Linked DNA regions of Anas platyrhynchos: region 2 is linked to region 1. Evidence: chromatin contacts called from public Hi-C data. All regions are on one chromosome and are shown on one strand. The core of a region is the stretch at or near the end of the contact, and the rest is flanking DNA. Distances in the headings are between cores, read along the strand shown.

Region 1 (7,199 bases), core at 3,196-5,695:
ATAAAATATTGTAACATGCATTCTGCATTTCAGTCTTTCTTCATATTCTGTGGTGATGCTTAGGTGTGGGAATCGATGGCGGAAATGACAAAGACTGGGAAGCTAATGCGTGCAAAATCCATCTTATCAAACAGAAGGGGAAAGTGAAGGCTCTGGATGAAGAGGTGCACAGTATGTATTACCTTTTCATTCTTTGCTTGCTCTCCTTCCTTGAAATGTCCTCTCATTTCATGTGCATTTTGAATGTTATCTGTTTTACCCAGAAACACTATGTCCAAATAACTTCTGTATAGAATGCCAGAGATGTAGACACTCATGCATGTGATGGAAAGTGATCCTAGGGATGTTGTCATGATGTTGCAAGAAAAACAAGTAAGCAAGCAAGAAACAAAAAAAGCAAGAAAAAGGAATTGCATCCTATTAATGTAAAATAGACCTGAAATATGTTTTAAAAAGACTGAAAAAACAAACCTTCTTTAAACTGGGGAAATAGAAACTACTTGGACATAATTATCAGAGACCTAGAGCTTGGCCAAAAAAAAACAAAAATATGCTAATAAATTCACTACTCGAATTTTAAATTTCCGTATGTATTACTTGTCCCTACTAAAGCTGTCGATCTCTGTAGCTGTGGACTAAGTGAGTGGCTACGAGTAAGCACAGATGTATGTGTATAACTGCCAAATTGATGAGAAAGCACAGAATGAGGTGTTGTCTGTTTCTGCCTTCTTATATTCCCTTTGATTTAAATGTTGGTTTTGTTAAATATGTGCAGCTCACAAAGAAACACAAAGTTGTTGGGTAGAGTACAGACAAGCTGTGTGTGGATGGGAAGATGCTTTTCTAGGGAGGTGAAATTACTCTAGTTTGCATATAAGAGCTGCTGTTAACCTAAGAGTGTTATAAACCTAAGTTGTGCTGTTATTCGAGTTAACTTGGAGAAATCATATAAAGCAAGCTGTTTGCATAACTTAAAATTAGCAAGGGTTTAAAAAAAAGTTGACCTCATGGCAGAGTGCTGTTTATCCAAAATAAGGTGGGTAGATCTAATCATAGCGTAGAGAAAACCAGGAACAGAAAAAGCTAGACAAGATGATCCATGCATTACAGAAATATAAGGTATGCAAAGTATTTCTGAAGAAGTGTGTGTCTGCTCAAGAAAACTGCTGGATATACATAGTTTAAAGTGGTTGTGGAGACATTTTCAGAACAGAAGGACACTTTTTTTTCCAAAGAAATACTGATGGTATGCTTTCTAGTGACAAGAGGTAGTGATGAATATTTTAGCCATAGTGGTATGTAGCCATGAAACAAGCTGGTTTAGTCACAGTTTGATGCCAGGGAGATGACAGGATGGCAAGCTGCACCCAAGAGAGGAAAAATCAGGGTGGATTCTTTCTTAAAAGTTTTATTTTGGTGGGGTGAGGAATGCAGGAAGGTTGCTTGTGTGCATTCACATTTGGAATCCTCTTGCAGGGACAGCCAGGGTGCTGTGGGAAGGAAAGGCTCAGGGCAGAGGCGTGAGGGATGTCCTCCCTCCTGCTTGTTTAGACTTCCTGAGTGGGAATGAAGCTGTGTATTTTAGCTGTAAACATCCTTAAACATAGGTGAATCTGAAATTTTAGTGCTTTGGAGCAGGGGGTCGTTGCTGTGGTAGCTTCATGCACTCAGTGTTCTGTTAGGTTTGCTGATGGTGGGTCCAGGAGGTGGGATGAGATTCTTGTGTTGTCTTTGGGGTAGAGACAGCCCTCCATATTAAACTTCTCCCACTTCTGCCTGCAGAACAACAGTACATGGATCTTGACGTCGAGTTTGATGTACACCTTGGAATTGCGCATACCCGTTGGGCTACCCATGGTGAGCCCAGTCCTGTCAACAGCCACCCACAGCGCTCGGATAAAAACAATGGTAGGAATGTTTGCTAGAGAAAACGTGTGGTCCTGAGCAAGTCTTGGAGTATATGGAAATATGTGTGGCTTTCTGGGACACCTGGTGTGTTGCAGGAAGGGGTGGTTGGACTCAGGACAGGTGGCTTATTGCAAGTTGTGATGCTGAGCCCAGTTACCAGGAAGCTGGAGGGGTTTGGCATTGATTTCAGACTATGGGGGATGTTCTCATGGAGTGTTTGCAGCCCTGAATCATCTCATGAAGGGCTAGGGTTAGTGTCCCAAAGGTTTGGTGGGTGCACAGCCACAGTGCTAAGAGGAGATGGAAACAGAATGAAATTGGATGGTAGGGATCTACCCAGCTGTTCTTTGTGGTTTTTGTTTGTTTGTTTGTTTTTGTATTTCTATTGTATTTATTTATATTTTTCTCATCACCACTGTACAGAAATGTTTTGGTTGGTGTTTTTGGTGTGGTGCCCTAGCAAGCTGGCAGGGGGAGTATAGCATTCACTTGTTTCTAGCTTGCTGGAAACAGGCAATTGTTTAAGAACTTCCACAAGCTTTACAAGATCTCATCAGTCCTAGTCCCACCCAGGTCATTAATATGTATCTTCTGCTATTACCAACCAAGCAGAATGGGGCAGAGCAAGGAGATCACGCTGGGAAATTAAACTTTTTATTCTGCCAAGTGCACTATAAGGTTTTGTGGTCCCTGCTGTCTGTTGGGTATTGCGCTGCTGTGGGCATGGGCTGTCACTGACTGTAAGGCTGAGGATGCTGTGCGGAGCTGAGCAGGGCCTTCTTCTGTCTCCAGAGTTCATTGTCATCCACAATGGCATCATCACCAACTACAAAGACCTGCAGAAATTCCTGGTGAGTAGGACCCCCGCGTGGATGGGAGAGAGCCACCCCTGCACACCTTGTCACCTTCCTTGCTGCCCTGTGTTCACGCTCTCTGCTCCTTCTCTCCCTCTCTCACTCTTGCACTGACAAGCAAAGTCACTCCACCACTGTCCACACTGTCACGCTCCTGCATTAATGCTCTTACACTAGCTCCCTCACTTCCCAACTCCTACTCACTCCCCACCTGTCCATGTGCTCTCACTCCCCAACTTATTCCCAGACTTGTATTCTTGCACTTATACTCTCTCCCCCACTCATGCTCTCTTCTACTGCCTCCCCTCCTCACACCCTTGCTCCCCCAGTCAATCTACTCAATCCTCCATTCACTTTCTTGCACTCACTTCCTACTTACCTTCCAACTCATATCTTGTGCTCCTCCACTCACTCCCTGCTTGCACTACCTCCCGAAGTGCACTTGCGCACACTCATTCTGCATTCATACTCACTCACTCCTGTTCTCACACTCTTCCACTTGCGCTTACTCTCCCACTCATGTTCCCCACAGTCACCCTTGCACTCACACTCACATGTACACCCACTCACTCTTCCACTTGCACTATTGCTCTTCCCCACTTGCACCCGCCGTACTCACTCACACTCAGACTTGTTCCTCACCTGCACTCCTGTGCCCATTCACATTTACTCTTGCACCTCCGCTATGTTTTTATCGCCCCACTTGCTTTCTGGCACACGCTTACCCAAATGCTTGTGCTTTCTTTTGCACGTGTAAATAATGTCAGGTGAACTCAGCCTCATGCTGACTCTTGTGCTCTGCCTCTTGCACTCCCCCCTCCCCCCCCCCCCTCATGCCCCCATTTGCACCCCTCCACTCACTCTCCTACTTGTGCTAATAGAGTGGAAGGAAAGGCATGGTGGAAAGAACGCAGAGGAAAAGGAGACAGGAGAACAGGAGGGAAGGGAAAGAGTTATGGGTGGAAGGGGAAAAAAGGAAAGGTGGAAGGGGACAAAAGGGAAGGAGGTAAAAAAAAGCAGGAGAAGCAAGAAAGAAAGGAAGCAAGAAGGCAAGCAGAAAAGGAGGAGGGAATACAGGAACAAAGGAAGGAAAGGAGAAAGTGTGGGAAGGAAAAGGAGGGCTGGAGAGGAAGGCAGGCAGAAAGCTGGTTACCAAACGTGTGCTGTGGCTGCAGGAGAGCAAGGGCTACGACTTCGAGTCGGAGACAGACACGGAGTGCATCGCCAAGCTGGTGAAGTACATGTATGACAACCGCGACAGCGACGACGTCAGCTTCACCACCCTGGTGGAAAGGGTCATCCAGCAGCTGGTAATGCCCGGGGCAGGGGGCAGGGTGGGGACACAGGGACAGACACATGCATCACTAGGACAAACATGGGGATGTTGTGCAGGGAACTGCTGTTTAGGGCAGTGCTGAACCTGTGCCTGACGTTCCCAGGGACGTTCTGTTGCACATGATAATGGGGTGTTTCATTTCCTACCTTGTATAATTACAATCAGACATCCATTCATTCTTATTTAACATTAGACATTTATTTTTCAAACGAATATTGAATAAATTTGGGGGTTCAGCAGTATCTAGTTCCTTGAGTGCTTTGAGCAGGAGCACGTGGAAGGCAGGGGACAGGGTTGGATCAAGTCTGCTTGAATTCTTCTCTGGAACCTCCATCTGGAAGAGATGCTGACCCCTTGTGGGGACTTCTCCGCACAGCACATGGCTTCCACGTGTCACTTCTTGCTGAGCTATTCGGGATCTGGACGCATAGCAATTTGCCTCTCTTCTCAGAGGGGATTGTTCAGGAGATGGGTTTTTGCACTGATTTCCCTGACAGAATCTGCGGTAGCTGTAGACCAAGAACAAACGTGGCTGGCAGGTTGTGGTGGTTCACCCGTGCACTTGGTGGCACTATACCTTAGCCAATACCCCAGAGTTGGCACTTTTTATCAGGCTTTAGCCCTCTGAGTTAAGGAGAGCACTTGTAGGGGCTGCCTTTCAGGTGAGAATTCAGCAAGTGGGCAGCTTCTGCCCTGGGGATCCTGCCCTGGGGATGGGGTACCCTTCTGAAAGAAGCACTTGGAGGTTCTGAAGGGGTCTGTGAAGCCTTCTGCTCAGTATCTCTTACTTGTTCACAGAAACATGGGTGCACCTTATGTGTTGGGATTTCTGAAATGATGACCTGGTCTCAAAGGACAGGATAAGCAGTTTGCATTTCTCTCATTCCAGGAAGGTGCTTTTGCCCTTGTGTTCAAAAGTGTTCATTATCCTGGTCAAGCAGTTGGTACCAGGTAAGTATTTGTACAGAAAAGCACGTATTTGGTGTACCCTCTAGGTAGCTTTTTTTCACCTTTTTTCTTTTTCTTTTTTCCTTTTCCCTTTTTTCTACCATTTTTGTATTTTTACCAATCTGGAAGATAGTAGAGGTTGTTCTTGTTATACTGTATACTCTAGGGTGAGGTTGGCTCTTGTTCATTTCCTTTCTCTTCTTCCCCATTTACGATAACAATTAAAAAAGTAGAATAGTTCAGTCAAAAGGGTGCACCCTGTATTCTAAAGATTTCTTAGTGACGACCTGCATCATAACTGGTCTGGAACAGGTCAGCTCTGAGCTTAGGAGGAGACAGTGTTTTCTGTAGATTCGTATTGCAAGAGCTGAGAAAGAAGATGCCTTCATCTTTTCCTTTGTGTTTGCAATAGTGACAGCATGTGGACAAGTACCCCATTTGACTTGCAGCTGGGCCTGCCTGGTGTTCAGGTTTTCTACTCTACTTTTAAACATGAGGATCAGTCAGGTTGATTTAACCATATGTGTTAACGTAGCAACTGATTTTGAATTTACATGCCAATAGCTGTTTGTAGATGCATAGTGAGCAACAGTCTAGGTAGTCCTGAATCAGGTGTCGTGGGATTTCAGTTACTCTTGCAGAGTTCGTGCTGAATTTGGGATGTTCATTTGTTGTTCAGTTCAGGGAGATGAATCTTTGGGTGCTGAGGCTTGTAACCTGATGTCTTCTCTTGCAGGAGAGGGAGCCCCCTGCTAATAGGAGTGCGCAGTGAGCACAAGCTCTCCACTGACCACATCCCTATTTTGTACAGGACGGGTAAGCGTGAGCCCTGCCAGCCCAATCACTCCCACACCAGTGGGGTTAATTGCAAACATTGGGGTTTCACAAACAGCTGCATGCTTTGAAATATGTGTTATGTTTATACTTACTGTTGTAAATTAAACCATTACAAAAAGGAGGTGGTTTTTGTTTAGTTGTTTTTCATGTTTTTAACCATATGCTTTACCACCATGTACCTCAAGCTAGTTTGTTGAGGGATATGCAACCTACTGTTTTTGCTCCCTGATGTCTGCCTATTTAAGACCAGAACTCACCTCTAGTTTTAGAATCAAAGCTTTAATGTCTGGTGGTTGCAAGGAAAAAGTATCTTAGAACAGTATTGTTAAACTTAGATACTGAAATTCATAATATGTGCGTGGCATGCAGTCATTCAGGGAATTGTTTGCTTTTATGAACAAAAATGTGTGCTTTGCAAGCGCTATCACAAATTAAAATTTATTGTTCTCTTTTCAATTTTAAAAAGTGTAATGCTTTTACCTTATGCATGGTGATCTGTGTTTTCTGTCCATTTCTCTCATGCATTTGTCTTATGACCATAGACATGTAGTTGCACTTTGAGTGTGAAAAGTGTTTAAGAATTATCCTGTAATTTACCATTTTTGAAGGAGTCTGAACCTATTCATTTACTGGGCAGTGGAGTAGTTATATGAACACTGCAATGATCAAAGGGACTTAGTGTGGCAGTATGTTTGACTGCTTCTTGGTGTTGCTAATAACCTTGCTACAATGTAATGTGAAGAACCAGTCCCAGTAAACTGTGTCTGTGTTTACTCTTGGGTGATGCCAGATAACTAACAGTGATTCTCAATGTATGTATGTAACACTTTTTTTTTTTTTCCCACTGATGATCTGACTTTTTTTTTTTCCCAATTGCACTTTCAGCTGTACAGTCTATGGATCATTCTTTTGATGGAATATCCATAAAAACGGAGGAAGGTGCCTACCAGAGAAAATCAATAATAGTTGAAATTTCAGACAAATCCTCCAGTTCATTAGGAAAGGAATCAAAAATGAAACAAATTGCATTGTCTTTTTAATATGTGGTTATTGCTTTCCATATAGTATACTGAAACAAAGGGGTTAGCTAGAATTCCTTCTTGATCCGGAACACCATGAGCAACACACAGAAAATCCACTGATCCTATTTCAAGTACTGTGACATAATGCTCCACACACAAAATTGATGATTTAGTGCAGGTTGTGGTCTGTTCTCTATGCAGCTTTGATTACAGAAGGAAACAGTAAGTTACTTTTTTTTTTTTTTCAGAGAAGAAGAAAAAGGGGGTGGGGATCAGTAGAGTGAAACCGTGTTA
Region 2 (7,199 bases), core at 1,500-3,999, 120 kb before region 1:
GGTTTTAGAATTGACAGTATTAAGCTGAAATTGTTTTCTGCAGACAGTAAAGCAAAGCTATGAGGACACTGGAGTAGCTCCAGGCATACACAGGAGAAGTGCTAGACCACATCTCTGCTGGCTTCTGATTAGCTTTTCAACTTAAAGCTTTTGAGCACAGCTCTCTCTGATCCCTATGAAGGTCACTGGAATTGCAGCAGTGCAGCTGAGCCTCGTGATTTCTGGAGTAAAGGATGTTATCAGCATCTGCAACTGAGGATAGCCTTCTGCTGTACTCTTGCTCCCCAAATGATCAGTAAGATTTGTGTGCCAGTAAGAAGAATGTCAGGGCCCCATAGTCAGCAGTGCATCTGCAGGTTTTTTGCATGGCAGTAGGTTTATCTTGAAATGACTCATTTCCCTATGCTATTCAGAAATGTCGGGGGGGGGGGGGGGGATTTTTAGTTCTGCAGAGTTCCCAGGAGTCACTAATTATAGCAGTCATTTTGCATTGGATATTTTACTTCCATCTTAATAGATGTCTGGGGATGTTTCACAGGTTAGAGTAATTCAAAAAAAAATCATATTTCATCTGAAGAAAAGGGGAAGTGAATCTTCTGTATTGACCACTGTCAACTCATCATAGAGCCTCAAATCACAGCTGAACATAGTTTAATGAAGACTAAAGCCTATTAAATAAAAAAGGACTGTTTTCATATTTGTGTTAGCTGACTGGCCGAAGCTATTGCAGTTCCAAACACGTGGGCCTAGAGCATCTTTTAAATGACACCTGGGAATCGTGTATAGATAGGAAGTACTAGACAGCACCCTACAAACTATGGGTGAATGACAATAGTTAAGGAAGCCTTTGGGGTCTATAGTCAGCTTGTAGAGCATTACATACAAGAACACCTGAAAGTAAAGATGACAGGAGAGGTGCAGAGTTAACCACAATGAAGAGGTGTGTTGGCTCAGCAGAGAAGCAACTGTATGGTGATGCATTTTTAGATCTGTGCATCACTGCATGCTAAGTACTATTACCAGCAAATTTCCTTGCTTATTCTGATGGCCACTTGCACAATAATAGCATCTTAGATATCTTCATACACTGTGGGGAAAACAATTTGGTCCATTTAGAACATGTAGATCCAGTCTTGTCACTGCTTCTGGAGGCTTGTGCCCAAAGGCCTGCTCACTCATGCAAGGTAGCAATGCAGGAAAAAGGAATGTGCAAAGCCTGTAATTATTCTCACATGCATATTGCTTCCCAACATAATCTCCAGGGTCTTTCAGTTACACAGTTGTTTTCATTAAGCTCTCTTATTTAAGACAAAATACAGGGTAAACATTTTTGCCCTCCCGCAGTAACCAGCGCCTGCCTAGCCTATCCCCTTGGGACAGGAGCTTGTCAGCAGGATGGCTGTAGTTATTACCATAATACCGGAAATAAGTGTCATGAGGAAAATGCAAATGTATTTTGGTTTCCTTTTCTGTCCCACACTTTTTGCCCCAGTCACAGAGGAGGAATGAGAGCCTTGCTTTCACAGAAACATTCTTTTCACAGCCACGCATTCCTCAGGTTTTTGTATTCCACGTTGCAGGCTGGTAAAACCATTTTTTTCTATTTTCATATTTCCCTTGGATGTTTGAAATCCCAGCTCTGGCCTTTCTAGCTAACACATGAAAAGCAGAGGAGATGGCTGCTGCAGATGCCATAGGCTGCAAAACCTGCATCTCTCTTGATTTCTAAGAGAAAGAATCCAAACTGTGCTTACAGAAAGCTTCACATGATTCAAGCTAAACTCGCCGTTCTCTGAAGCCTCACTCAAGGTTTTGGGGTCTTCAGAACAGCTGCTTTGCTGCTTATGAACATTTTGCTGCAAGTCTGTAAACTGTTCAAGGTACTGGAGCAGGAAGGGGGAGAAAGGTGTAATCTGATACTAAATCCAAAGCCAAGTCCTAAAGCATGCACGTTGACCAGCTAAAGCCAGCAAGTTTTGGGTGCATGCAGGATGTTTTGCATACTGTGTCCTGAAGGGAACCCAGAGCCCGCAAAGCAGCCCTGCGAGGAGCAGGGTCTCTGTCAAATTTCCAGACTGAGAGGAAAGGGGGGACTGGGTGAACACCTGATATGGGCAAAGTGGAGAAGCAGCTTCAGGTCAGGCTTCACAAAAATCAACCCCTGAGTTTAAAACTAAGCTTTGAGCTTTTGTGTGTGTGTACAGATGAAGCATCCCTTTTCTTTCGTTCTTATTTCCTTTCTTCGAAAAATCTTTGTTCCCAAGCAGGTTACAGGCTGGGGCTAGGGATATGTTTTTTATTGTAACATTCTACTGAAGGTTTGCCAATTAGGTGCCAGCAGGGCCTGCAAGAAGACCAGCCTTGCGCTTTAGGAGCCGTGCCAGCAGGAAGCTTTTGTTATTCTGACATTAAGACGGCAAGTTTAAGCGCAGTATTTCGAAAATAAATCTAAATAGTGGTGAGTAACGGGCAGATCCACCACACGCTCGTCGGCTCCCTCGCGGTCCCACCCAACCATGACCCCCCGCCCCCGGCCAGAGCCTGTCGGGAGTTGTAGTCCCCGCCGCGCCTGGGAGGGCCGGGGAGGCTCCCGCTGGAACTACGACTCCCAAGATGCCGCGCGGCGGCGCGGGCCGCGGCCATTACAGCTCCCCCCTCCCCGGCTGAAGGGCCCCTCGTCCTCCGCCGCGCTACGGGGACGACGGCGGAGGCCGCGCGGGAGGGGGAGGGCGGCGGGGCCGGGCCGGGCCGGGCCGTACCGTGTCGGGCCGGGCCGGGCCGTGCCCGCTGTGCTGGCGGGGGCGGTGCTCCCGCCGGCGGCCGGGACTTCCTGTGACGGCCCATTTCCTGCGCGGATGGGGCCGGCGGGGGGCGGTTGCGGCGGGGTCGGCCCCTGACGGGCTCGGTGGCCGCCAGGCAGCGATGCGGGTCCCGGGCCCTGCCGGCAGGCGGCCCCCGCCGTGAGCCGCCCCGCGGGGAGCCGCTGGGCTGCGGCAGGCCGGCCGGCCGGCGCTGCGGGGTGCATGGGGGCGCCCCCCGCCCGCAGAGAGGTACCGCGGGGTAGGGGGGGGGCGGCCCTGGCAGCCGGGGGCGGCGGGGCACCGGGCCGGGCCGGGCCGTGGGGATAACGCCCGTGTCCCGCCCCCACCCCCCACCCCCTGGTTTTGCAGGTGTGACTCCTCCGGAGGACGGCGCTCGGCCCCGCAAGGCCAGCGGCCCCGGAGCCCCGCGGCCGGGTTCCAGGAGCGGAAAATAAAAAAAATAAAATAAAAATCAGGAGGGGGCGCGGGACCCTGAGGAGAGCATCGCCCCCCTTCCCAGGCGGCTGCTGCCTCCCGAGAGATGAAGAAGTTTTTCGACTCGCGTCGGGAGCAGGGCGGCTCTGGCCCCGGGTCGGGCACCAGCGGCGGCGGCGGCGGCAGCGGAGGCCCAGGCAGCGGCTACATCGGCAGGGTGTTCAGCATCGGCCGCCACCAGGTGACGGTGGACGAGGTGCTGGCCGAAGGTAGGAGCCCGGTGCCCTCTGCAGAGCGCCCTGCCGCGCCTCTCGGCCCTCCCTCTCTGCCTCGCAGAGCCGGGAAGGCTTCGGCCTTTCCCGGCACCCCACCTCCCCCTGCGTCCTCGTCTCCCCTCGTATTTGATTGTCCTTGACAGGCGTGCGGGCCCGTGGCATCTGCAGCTGGCGTTTCTGGTCTTCCCATGCATAAGTCCTGTGTGCATTCGCTGGACTTCTAGTTGTTCGTTGTTTGTGTTTTTTTTTTTTTTTTTTAATGCTTTAGGAACTGCAGAGACTTCAGGAGTTAATGGTTTCCCACCTTGAAACTGTGAGGCTTTTTTTTTTTTTTTCCCAAGTCTTTGGTGGAGAAGAAGGTACAGTAAGTAAAGCAGTGGTCTTCCCTCTAACTTTCTTCAACCAAGCCCCTTCATTCCTACCTTAAGCAGATAGGAAAAATACCCTGGAGTAAATTCCTTGTATATATTTGGCAAGCGCATACGTTGAGTAGAGCTAGCTGTGATCTGGGATGAGGGATTGCTGTTTGTGTGGGGTTTCTGTAGGGGAAATGGTGATCACAACTGCATTAAAAAAAATACAGAACTAAAAATGAATAGTATGAATTATAAAACTCTTACGTGTACAGTCCTTGCTGTGCAACAAGCTGGTGGTATTATTAATACTTGTTTATTTGTAATCAGCACTACTGCTTTAACTGTCATTTTACATTTAATTTGTTTGGACTACAGGGAATCTTATTAATGTCTCTGGCTGGTAACCTTAGCCTCGACCTTCAGAAAAATGTTGGCCTCTGTAGACCTGCTCCTGGTCCATCTATTGTACAGCATCCTTTGCAATTTCAGTCAAAACCTGTTTTGTTTTGATCTTGTAATTGTGAAGGAGAGGGTAGCTGCTCTATGAGAGCTGAGTGGGAGGACCTGTGTTGGCTTTTACAGAAAGAACTCTAAAATAGAAAAGGAACTCAATGTATGCTGTATGTGTTCAGGTTTGTGAAAAAAGTCACCTCAGTGTAGAAGGAAATAGATCTGTAACTGTCTTTCAGATAGGTTTTGGTGCATGCTGAGCTGAGGGGAGCATCAAAAACAGCCCTTCAATGAATAATTACAGTGATTTTTTTTTTTTTCCTGACTTGAAATTTGAAATATGGCTTTACCTTGGCTGATACTTGTAAGGCCTTAGGAGTTTAGGAGCTAGACAAGCTAAACCTGAGATGCTCTCAGTCTGTGTTTTTTTTTTGTTGTTTTTTTTTTTAAATGCAGTCTGGCCTCATCCTGATAACATGGGAAAGTGGAGACTTTTTTTTTTTTTTGCTGATGAATAATCAGTTGGCAGGTTCTGCCCGGGTGCTGATGGCACCAGGAGGTGTGTGTGTGTGTCACTGGGCTCTCTCCTGCCTGGCACGCCCAAGCCACAGCCAGCAGAGGTGCTGAGGGGGTGGCACAGATTGTGTGGGCAAAGGGCTGCGGTGTGGATGTGCCGGCCCTCTGTGCCTGCGAGGGCTTCTTCCTGTGACTCCTGTGGACCTGCCTGGCCTGTGGGATAGAGCATGGCCTAGCGTTGACTACAGCGACTGGATCTGCTTGTGCACGCTGAACGAGGAGCAGCAGTCCTGTAAAGTGGATGTTAAGTTCTCCTTTCCTGACCATGCTATAAGGCAAAAGACTCTGTGAAATGTGCTGAGCAGTTATTTTCCTCACAGTGAGACTTCTGGTACAGGCAGTCCAAAATCCCTTTGAGTGGTGAATGAAGCCTCCAAGGAGACAAGAGCAAGGTGGCTAATAGGTTTGCAGGTTGTCACCTTTTGAAGGAAATGGAGGGGCAAGTTCCATTTCCTTCATAGGTTATCTCAGGAGTCAACATGGGTTGTAAGTGCTGTAGCTTTACATACCGCTTGCCTTATGGTATAGCTGTCTGTGTTCCCCAAGTGCTTGTTAAAAAAGAGAAGGAAAAAAATAACTTTCATTGACTCAGCTAGAGATCTGGGGATCTCTCACGCAACCAGGCCCCTGGACTGTTGAGGCCTGTATCCTTGGTTGGAAAACTGTTCTGTATGTGCAGTGAATTCTGGTGGTTCAGCAGGATTGAAAAGGCAACTTGTGAGGTCTTGGCTATTTCTGCTAAAAGGAAAAGTCTCTTGGGAAGCACTTCCGAGGAAGATTATCCTACCTGGGAAAGACACATCCTTCATCACTGGTGTTTTAGAAGGGAGAGGATGGGCCTGTGTTCTGGTGCAGTGTGTGAAGTATAGATAGTAAATGAGATGTAGAAATGAATTAAAAGAAGGATTCTATGTTATAGGGATGGATGGTATGGGGGAGAGCAAGTAAGCTAATGAACTGGCTGAACCGGGACTTCTGGAATGAAAGTGTTGGTATTTACCTCGATATGCCAAAGCTGTGACCAGTCACCCTCAATTGTGCTGAGCAACCCTGCTGAAGAAGACTGCTCCCAGGCCCAGGATGGGCATCTTAATGCAGGCACTGTGATGTGTGCCAGATGACAGATGTCTCCATGTGTTCGTAGTCTCTTGCGTAGATTCCCCACAATATCCGATGCAGTTAGCTGCACCCACCCCACCCCTTAAAATAGTTGTGTCTGGATGCTTGCTTTCCTGGGTGGTGAGGAACAAGTCAAGGACCTTCCTTCTGGAAGGAACTGGATGAGAATGATATAAAAGGAACTTGAGCAATTGTTTGTCTGTTGTGTTATAATACTATCTATCTGTATAAACTCTCTTGCAGTGCATTGCAGTAGGTGATTCTTGGTTGAGTCTCTGTAGTTGTATTCCTTTAATCCACATAATAGTATGAATAATCTCTCGAAAAATTACTGCCAAAGTTTTTATGAGGATTAACTGCTGTGGGAGGTCAGTACTGCTGGCCTTGGAGATCTGCAAGGCCATGGTTAAAGGCGACAGACAACATAAGCATGGTGCTGCAGAGGAGCTGAAGGGGTTATTACTGATTTTAATGTGACTTGTGTTTCACCCAGCCCTGAGGTGAATGCCCAGGAGGCGTTTGAGGATGTGGGTGCATCAGGCTACTATCTTGCTGTTTTCTTTATGAAAAGAATCCAAAACAGTGTGATCATGTTGGTTTCTGCCTGTGTTTAAAAAAACAAAACAAAAAACAGCACACTGGAGCTAGGAGGAGGAGGGTGTCTGTGATGAGTGGGGACCAGGGCAGTGGAAACATTTAAAAGGATGTCAGAAATCAGGAATCTAGGAGTCTGTGGGATGTGCATGTGTGGCAGGAGTACCGTAAGCCATGTATGCTTATCTGAGCCTAAACAAGTGCAGTGGAGATTGAGTGTCCTGTTTTGGGGGTCTGTGTTTTTGCATTGCTTTGCATACCTGTAAGATTGTAGCAGAGTGCTGAATTGATCCAAGGTATGTAAGCATTGACAGATTTTTTTTTTTTTTTTTTTTTCAGATACTTGTGAGTGTGTGCTGTTAGCTAATGTATGTTTCAAAGCATTCAGCGGCGGATACTACAAACCAATGTAAAATAAACTTAAATTTGTCAACTGTATTTTTTACTTTGTTTTAAAGAAATTATGAAGGTTTCATTGTGGCGTGATTTAGCAGGTCTGGAGACCAAAGTGTACATGAAGAGCTTGGTAAGGCTGTGAATGCACGAGCTATGTCTGATGGGGGAAGGTGACCCCAGGAGCTGCCTATTTTGTG

Evidence for each region. A called contact is a pair of places that touch in the nucleus more often than the background predicts.
Region 2: a contact with region 1 is called in a Hi-C map of subcutaneous adipose tissue, with 5 times the contacts expected there. The contact joins the promoter of AAK1 here to the enhancer-like site in region 1. A contact is called at or near these places in 4 of 8 Hi-C or Micro-C datasets (liver, skeletal muscle and subcutaneous adipose tissue).

The regions. Positions count from the first base shown.
Region 1 is chr23:5,159,362-5,166,560 of IASCAAS_PekinDuck_T2T, reverse strand. It overlaps GFPT1 (glutamine--fructose-6-phosphate transaminase 1), which reads left to right. Exons shown (of 19, transcript XM_072027178.1): 3 at 64-171; 4 at 1,783-1,908; 5 at 2,701-2,759; 6 at 3,938-4,072; 7 at 4,988-5,049; 8 at 5,783-5,862. Among named protein-coding and RNA genes, the nearest start is that of GFPT1, 15 kb to the left of the region's middle. Within about 2 kb of position 4,445, at least 2 of the 8 cell types and tissues checked have an H3K27ac peak or open chromatin away from gene starts, as enhancers often do. A contact at or near this core is called in subcutaneous adipose tissue, where this site is marked.
Region 2 is chr23:5,282,112-5,289,310 of IASCAAS_PekinDuck_T2T, reverse strand. It overlaps AAK1 (AP2 associated kinase 1), which reads left to right and starts at 2,749. Exons shown (of 22, transcript XM_038167072.2): 1 at 2,749-3,050; 2 at 3,171-3,505. The coding sequence starts at 3,343.